Regions from separate parts of the Ovis aries genome. Here region 1 is linked to region 2. The links are chromatin contacts, called in public Hi-C maps. All regions are on one chromosome and are shown on one strand. The core of a region is the stretch at or near the end of the contact, and the rest is flanking DNA. Distances in the headings are between cores, read along the strand shown.

Region 1 (4,675 bases), core at 897-3,396, 800 kb before region 2:
GAGGCTCTTTGTAAACTCCTTCCCCGCGCTGAGCCCCTGGGCTCAGCCAGAGGGGACACCTTTGTGCGTCTCTTTTAAAGGGCACCTACGGAACAAAGGTTCCACACCTGCACGCTGCCGAGAACAATGGCTGCGAAAGAAACCGAGGCATCAGCGCCTAGAAATTAGCCGGGGGATTCCCTACACGGTGCTGGCAGGGGAGGGGGCTGGACCCAGGGAGAAATCCCCGGGCCGCGGGACCCGGCGTAACGCAGAGGGGCTCCACGAGCCGAAGCGACCACGCGTGGTCGTGGCCCCCGCTCAGTCCCGCCGCCTTCTCCGCGGCGGGCTCTCCCCAGAACGCCCCCGCCGCAGCCCGCCCCATTGTCTGCAACGCTCTAAAAACTTCGCGACTAGTCGAACGCGAACAAATAAATTCAGAACCCCATTTAACAAGCCCACGGATAATTAATCAGGCGAATCTCCCTCCCCCGGACCGCAGGGCTCTGCAACCTCCCGCCCCCTCCCAAAGGCCGGGGCATCTTTTCAAAAGACAAAACAGCCAAAAGCAAACCCCGGGCTCTTTACCTTGCACACCAGCTCCTCTCCACTGTGCAGATGCACGGCCCGAAAAACGTGGTCTCCCTCCAGGGGTTCCAACAATAAGTATTTCCCAATGCAAGAAACGCAATGCGACAAGTTCGGAGTCTCAGGCGGGCTCGGGGAGCCGAGGTTCGGGCTGAAACTCTGGCTGGGTTCGGCAGATCTTATAGACGACAACTCCTCGAAATCCTGGGTTTTGTTCCGCGATCTCCCATATCTTGCTATTGTGATGGGGGTAGACCTGTGTATGTTCATGAGTGTGGGGATCGCACTCGACAAACAAAAAAAAAAACCGCTGGAGAGATGAGTCGCGGGCGAGTGCGGCTGCAGGCGCCTCCGTGCCACGGATGTTAAAAGGGATCGAGAGGGGAGGGACGGGAAGGGGGCTACGTGGAGAAAGAGTTAGAAGCACCCACCAAACGGCAGCCGCCGGGCACCTCGTCTGCTCCGAGCCCGACTCCCGGGGGGTCCTCGGTCGGCGGCAACTCGGGTCCTTTTGTTACCCCCAAAGCCGCCAGCGATTTGCAGAATCTTCGCACTTTTAGTTTCTCTCTCGCGCTCGCTCCTTTTGCAGCGTGGATCTGGACTTGTAACCGGATTGCTAAGGTGAGGAGCTGCAGCTCTGGGGCTCCCGAAGCAGTCCCCACGCAGGCTCCCGAGGCAGACGGGGCGGAGGAGCCTCGCTGTAGTTTGTGCAGTCTTCGGGGAGCGCACACGGCCGCCGCTTGGTCTCGGCGCGTTAGAAACCAAACAAAAAGAAAAAGGAAACAAGCCCGGGTACCGGCTCGCGCCGCACCGCAGACTGAATCCGCGCTGCACCCCCTTTTTTGGTGGAAAGGGTGGGGGGCGTGGAAGGCGGGCGGGGGGGAGGTTGCCGGAGAGGGTCCGGAGAGGGTAATTACCTACGTTTTAACTGTAGATGGCGTCTGAGGCTTTTCCAAGATCGCTAGAGCTCTCCAAAATTTAAACAAACAGACAAAAAGAAAAAAAAAAAAAAATAGCAAGGGAGCATTTAACTTAGAGCGGTCAGCGCTGCCAACAAAAGATTGCAAAAGCCGGGCACGGAGTTGCGGGCCGGGCTCAGGTACGCGACAAAGCCCAGGGCTTGGCCCGCCGGGCGGAGGTCAGCACCGGCTCATGCCGTCGCCGCTCCCTCGCGCTCTGGATAGGCCTCCGGAGAAAGCGAGAAGTGCGCGCAGGAAGGACGAGGGTAGATCAATGGTCTCCGGTGTCCCCGACACGAGCTTCCGGGGGTCCTCCCGGCGCAGGAAAGGGATGCACCTCCAGCCCAGTCAACCCACGCCGTCTCCTCTCTCGCTCTTTTCACTGGATCGCGCCTTGGAATAATTTGCCACCGCTCCGTCACCCCTTACCCTCAACCCAAACTGCCTGGCGGGGTTGTTTGGAGAAAATTGACGGCTTCTCTTCTTCTTTGATTTTTGTTCTTCCCCCCACCCGGAGGTTAAGAGAAACGTGTATTGGAAATGGAAGGGGACGGCCGACGGTGCCCGAGGCCAATCCCCGAGCTCAGCACGCCCGCATCTCTCGGCGAGGCGGTATTAATAGTTACTTACGTGGCCGGGGATCTCTGCGCGAGCGGGGCTGTGTGTGTGCGCGCGCGCGCCTCGCTCGCGCTCGGTCTCCCCATTCAATGTCACCGACACATTTCCACTGAGCCTCCGCCCCCCTCTCCCCCCCAACTCCACCACCACCCGGCGGCACCAGCGACTGGCTGAGCGCAGCGTCGGCCCCGCCCCGCCCCCGCCCGGGGCCCCCCCTCATTGAGCCGGAGGCCCATCAATCAGCCTCTCCGCTGCCAGTCCTCTGGCAGCTCCCCGCGCCCGCAGGCGGCTGCCACTGCCATTGCAGCTCCCGGCTCCGGACGCGAGCGCTCGCCTTCCCCCTTCCCCCCCAGGATGGCTCAGCCCGGGTGAGGTAAACAAAGTGCTTTATCCACCCGGGGCCCGGAGCCGGTGAGGTAGCGCACCCCGCCAGGGAGGGACTGTCCCGGCGCCGCCACCGGCTAACTGCGCGCCCTGCTGCAGGCGGCGGGGCGACTTCTGCCCCGCCGCCAAGTCCCTAAGAAGCTCCATCAGTGACGAGTGGACTTCCTAACTCGTTCATCTTCCCGGGTGCTCCTCCCCAGCAAGCTGGGCATCCTCTGAGCGTTCGGACACCGCTGCTCACATAGCTCTTTTCCTTGGAAGATGTGCTTGCCGCACCGAGTTTCAAAAATCAGTTTCATTATCTTTTTCCAACACTCTCCTCCCCGTATAAGAAAAAACGGATTGCTTGCTTTTAGTTGGTGTCCCCCTCCACCCTCCACCTACCATCAGGCTTTTAGTATTTTTCTGCCTGCCAAATACCAGCTCAAAGACATCTTTTAACTCAGACCGCAGGTAATCACTAATTCTTCCGCTCCCAAGACATGCCCAGAGGGCTTTGGCCCAGGCAAACAGTGCTGGCGCATACCTTCTGCGAAGCTTGGGGCCCCTTCAGTCCGAGTCCCTTTCTCTTGTTCTCTTTATGTTTCCTCCCTCAACACACGTGGACCACAGAGGCACTTGGCACTGGAAATCAGATGAGGGCTGCAGGTTCACTCCAGTTATTCCCAATTTCCATAAGAGGTGCCAGTCCTCTGATTTAGGCTAGAACTTGAACAGAGGCCTGGACTGCCAGGCCTTAATCTAATGTATCCTGGTAAACCAAGCAATCTGATTGGGGACCAAAACAAACAAACAAACAAACCCAAGGGGCTGAGAAAGGGGAGTTTAGAATACTCTGAACTTTTATACCCATGTATGCATATTTTCTGGAGAAGGCAATGGCACCCCACTCCAGTACTCATACCTGGAAAATCCCATGGACGGAGGAGCCTGGAAGGCCGCAGTCCATAGGGTCCAAGAGGGTCAGACACAATTGAGCGACTTCACTTTCACTTTTCACTTTCCGCTTTCATGCATTGGAGAAGGAAATGGCAACCCACTCCAGTGTTCTTGCCTGGAAAATCCCAGGGACGCGGGAGCCTGGTGGGCTGCTGTCTATGGGGTCTCACAGAGTCAGATAGGACTGAAGTGACTTAGCAGCAGCAGCAGCAGCATGCATGTTTTCAGGCTTCCCAGTGGGCACTAGTGGTAAAGAACCTGCCTGCCAATGCAGGTTAGACTTGAGAGGCTTGGGTTCCATCCCTGGGCTGGGAAGATCCCCTGGAGGAGGACATGGCAACCCACTCCAGTATTCTTGTCTGGAGAATCCCATGGACAGAGAAGTCTGGTGGGCTGCAGTCCATAGGGTCGCACAGAGTGGACACAGCTGAGCAGGCACATGCATATTTTCTAGTCTGCGAGGAAAAGCGGACTATATCATGTATTGCCCGTGGCAGGACACTTAAAAAAAATATTTACTTGGCTGTGTCTGGTCTTAGTTGTGGCACCATGTGGGATCTTAGTCCTCCCCACCCACCCAACCAGGGATCAATTCCCTCCACCCATCCCCTGCATTGGAAGGTGGATTCTTAACCACTGAACCACCAGGGAAGTCCTTGGTAGGACACTTTTGAGTCACAAAAAGAGAGCTCTGTAGGATTATGACCACTGGGGCATATTTGCAATTTATGATTATACACAAACTCCAGAGATAAGCCATTCCTGGGAGGTTGGCAGAAGAGAACTTAGACTGTATGACAGGCCACCACAGGGCCACTGGGTTTGAAAAAAGGGTCAAGAAAGTGCTCCCATGTCTTCTGACTCCCTCTCACCAAGTGACTTCTGGAAGACCTTCCTGGCACTCAGTCCCCCACACTAGGGCGACTTGTGTGTTCCCCCAGGCCGTCACCACGAGTGGTGAGCAGGATCCATTCATGAATCTTGGCCCATTGAGGCTCCTCTGCTGGTGCTCGTCTCAGGAACAGGCCTCTGTTCCTCCACTGAGGAGTCAGAAAGAAAGGCACCAGCCTCCCTTGCCAGTGGCCACCAACAGTGCTTTGTAACTAGGAGTTTAGGAGACCCTGTTCCAGCCCTGTCTGGGCCTCTGATATCCAATGAAAATTGAGTCAAGACATTTTTTTTTTTCTCCTCCCTGGCTACCCCTTTTT
Region 2 (4,198 bases), core at 368-2,867:
TACCGTAGCTTTTACTAGACAGACCTTTGTTGGCAAAGTAATGTCTCTGCTTTTTAATATGCTGTCTAGCTTTGTCATAGCTTTTCTTCCAAGGAAGTCTTTTAAGTTCATGACTGCAGTCACCATCTGCAATGATTTTGAAGCCCAAGAAAATAAAGTCTGTCACTGTTTCCATTGTTTTCCCATCTATTTACCATGAAGGGATGGGACTGGATGCCATGATCATTTTTTGAATGTTGAGCTTTAAGCCAGCTTTTTCACTCTCCTCTTTCACTTTCATCAAGAAACTCTTTAGCTCTTCTTTGCTTTCTGCCATAAGGGTGGTGTCATCTGCATATCTGAGGTGATTGATATTTCTCTCGGCAATCTTGATTCCAGCTTGTGCTTCCTCCAGCCCAGCGTTTCTCATGATGTACTCTGCATATAAGTTAAATAGGCAGGGTGACAGTATACAGCCTTGACATACTCCTTTCCCAATTTGGAACCAATCAATTGTTCCATGCCCGCTTGTAACTGTGAGACAGTGGCTTGCTACAAACCAAGAAGAGAGGCCTCAAAAAATTCAAACCTGCTGACATCTTGATGTTGAATCTCCATCCTCCAGAAGTGGGAGAAAAATGAATTTCCGTGGTTTGAGCCGCTGGCAGAGGTGACAGGAAATGTGAGTTTCCCAAATGGGTCACTGGGGGGTGATAGTGAGCAAAGCCAGTCTTGTGCCCATCTCTTAGTTCCTGGACCCAGGTTCTCTATCTCTTCCACAGCCTATCTCACTCCAGGGACTATATTTGTCTGCCTCCTCACACTCCATTGTCCAAGGGCTCCTGGGGGCCAGCTCTGTTCTCATTGCTCTCTGCACCTTTCAGAATTCACAGTGCCTGGGATACAGCAAGGGGGAAGAATAGAGGAGAAAAGTGTTTTCTCACAACCACAAACATCATGCCTCCAACAAAATATCAATTCTCCGGGCTTCAAACCTGACACAAGGACAATGGGTCAGAATGTTAAATTGGGACCATCCCAAGATACCTTCGGGGATTCCCCCGTAGCTTGCAATGCAGGAGACCTGGGTTCGATTCCTGCATGGGAAAGATCCCCTGGAGGAGGAAATGGTAACCCACTCCAGTATTCTTGCCTAGAGAATCCCAGGGACAGAGAAGCGTAGCAGGCTACAGTCCATGGGGTCGCAAGAGTTGGACACAACTTAGCAACTAAACCACAAATCACCACCATAGGATGCCTGTAAGACAAATAGCTACTCAATTTGGGGTAGTTCCTTAAAGACCCGGAAAAATTTACAATACCAGCAGCAGCACATGTGTGGTTGAGAAGAGGGAGAGGGATGCCAAAAGCCAGGGTATGCAAGGTAAAACATCAGACGTTGAAGATGAAACCCATTTCCTTGCCAGGCAAGACTCCCCTTATGAGGGAACTGGGGCTGAGAGATAATCACCTAGGATCACAGCAGAGTCAGGTCTCTGTCCCCAGGACCACATCAGGTTCTGGGAGTGGGAGACAGGAGGGCAGAAAGAGTAACAGTAAAAAGAGCTGGACAAGGACGGGCTCCCTGGCCACAGCCAACTCCGGACATCCTGCCTTGGCCAGAAGGGGCCTGGAAAGGAAGCAGACACAGAACAATTAGGAAAGGTCTAAAAACCACAGGAGTTTGATGAATAAAGCCAAGAGGCTGCCCAGTGATGCAATTCATGGGAGACAAAAAAAAAAAAAAGAAAGGAAAGGAAAAAAATAAATAAGAAAAAAGAACTCTCCAGTCCTACCCGGGAGCATTCATCATTCAGCATGACCTTCCAGGAATCTGCTGACAGACACACAGTGTTCTGTGTGACTTTCTGCCTGGGTCCTGGAATGACTGAGAAAAGGAGGAAGGCAAGGAAGGGGCTGGAAATGGGCCGGGGGAACTGGGGAAACGGGAGGGTTGGGGAGCTGAGGGAACCCTGTTCCCAGCACTGCCCGTTGTTGGGCGCCATCTGCTGATGGCCTGGGGAACTACATCCATCTCCCTGCTCAAAGTTAAACGTTTCAGAGAGAAGGTACAAGTCAGAGGAGAGGAACAAAAAATTAGATTTCCACCTCTGATGAGCCACAAGCGTCCATGTACTTCTAAGGTTACATTCATGTTAGGTGAGAATTGTTCTGCTTGTTTTACACGTGGGAAACTGAGGTTCAGGGAGACAATCCATTTCACCAAGGGCGAGGCAACCAATGCGTTGTCATTGAAAAATCCATTCTCTTTCTGATCTCATAGAGCCTGGAATCATTCCTGGAGTGTAAATGCTCTGTCAATGAATGACTGGACAAGGCTTGAATAACTGAATCTTTTTGCAGTTTGTCTGTTTGAATCCAACAAAATAAGAAAAACTAAATGCAAAAGTAAGAACAGCAGCTCTGTTTGTCAGAGGCGCTCAGGAAATGCCCAGGGCTTTATCATCCTCCAAGATGGCAAACTACGTCAAAGCCTGGGAGGGATCTGATTTCTTTCTGACCTCTTCAGAGTACTGAACTATCCTGCAGGGACCACATCAGGAAGAAGCTCGAGCTGCACCGGGTTGCAGGGACGTGAACCAGTCCCAAGTAACAGGTGGCAGCCACCCCAGAGAGTTCTGAAAAAAACATTCACTGCCATCACAGCCTTACTCCAGTCACCTCTTTTTCTCCTGTCCCAGACCAGGACCCTTCTTCCTCTCCAATGTCTAGTGGGACTCAGGCACATCCGGTCTCTTCATGCTAAGCCCTACCTACCTCTTCATCCACCACCACCACCCCCCACTAGTTACCACACTCAGCTTTCCTACAAACACAGAAGCATGCCTACCTATCTATACTCCTACACACAGGCAAAAACTGCACAAATCGTGGACTCCAGCACAGAAACCTCAACATTCACAGACACACTGGAATCTGACACATCTTTGAATCTTGGCAGTACTTTTCTTTCTCTTGTTCTCTGGCTGAGATGACTAGTCTTCTCAGACAAACTCCTATTCAACCTTCAAAGCCCATCTCCCATTTCACCCCCTTGTAAAGCACCACCCCTGACCCAAAGTACACTCACTAGTTGTTCTCTTCTCTGAATACCCAGGCTTTGTGCATATTCTATATACTGCCACACATAAAGACCCTTCATGGATCATGGCCTTGTCATGGCAAAGGAGCATGAGTAATTCAAGGAGGCTATGAGTCATGCCATGCAGGGCCACCCAAAGTGGACAGGTCACAGTGAAGAGTTCTAACAAAATGTGGTGCAGGGGAGGAGGAAATGGCAGACCACTCCAGTACTTTTTTCCAGTAAGTATGTATGGATATGAGACTTGGACCATAAAGAAGGCTGAGTGCCAAAGAATTGATGCTTTCAAATTGTGGTGCTGGAGAAGACTCTTGAGAGTCCCTTGGACTGCAAGAAGATCAAACCAGTCAATCCTAAAGGAAGTCAACCCTGAATATTCACTGGAAAGACTGATGCTGAACTTTGACCATCTAATATGAAGCGATAACTCATTGGAAAAGACCCTGATGCTTGGAAAGATTGAAGGCAAAAGGATAAGGGGGTGGCAGAGAATGAGATGGTTGGATGGCATCACCGACTTAATGACATGAATTTGAACAAACTCCGGGAGACAGTGAAGGACAGAGGAGCCTGGCGTGCTGCAGCCCTTGAGGTTGCAAAGAGTCAGACACAACTGAGCAACTGAACAACAACAAAAAGATTAAGCACTCTCTTCATCTACACACGCCCTGGATAGAAGGAGATATTTAGAAAGTGTTCATTGAAAGAGTAAGGAAAAGAATGTGCCCACACTTCTTATGAACCCTGAGAAATAGAAGAAGTATCAGAGTGGAAAGGAACCCGCCTGCCATTAGCTGCTTTAGGCTCAGGCAGCTCTCAACTCCCAGGTCTGGTTTAGAGCCCCTCAGCAAAGGGGCCTGACACTCTGGAGGGGAAAGGAAATGAGAAGCTCCCAACTTGTGGAAGAACAAGGAACAGCTAGTCAGAAAAAAAAAAATAATAATAACCCTCAGGTCAGCTACATATCGGCAGTATTGAGATCTAGAAGCTTCCGCATCAACTCAGCTCCTGTACAAACCTGGTCCAGCCCTGGGCACTCATTTTTTGTGCTTAGGCTCTGATCTCTCTTGATATTTACCCAGCATATGGGATTTGCTGAGTGCCTAGGCTAGGAAA

Evidence for each region. A called contact is a pair of places that touch in the nucleus more often than the background predicts.
Region 1: a contact with region 2 is called in a Hi-C map of tail adipose tissue, with 5 times the contacts expected there. The contact joins the promoter of TRIB2 here to the enhancer-like site in region 2. A contact is called at or near these places in 8 of 16 Hi-C or Micro-C datasets (blood, liver, mixed tissues and 3 more).

What each region holds. Positions count from the first base shown.
Region 1 is chr3:21,550,277-21,554,951 of ARS-UI_Ramb_v3.0, reverse strand. It overlaps TRIB2 (tribbles pseudokinase 2), which reads right to left and starts at 2,146. Exons shown (of 3, transcript XM_042245801.2): 1 at 568-2,146. The coding sequence starts at 837.
Region 2 is chr3:20,749,285-20,753,482 of ARS-UI_Ramb_v3.0, reverse strand. No RefSeq gene overlaps it. Among named protein-coding and RNA genes, the nearest start is that of LPIN1, 79 kb to the right of the region's middle. Within about 2 kb of position 1,617, at least 5 of the 54 cell types and tissues checked have an H3K27ac peak or open chromatin away from gene starts, as enhancers often do. A contact at or near this core is called in tail adipose tissue, where this site is marked.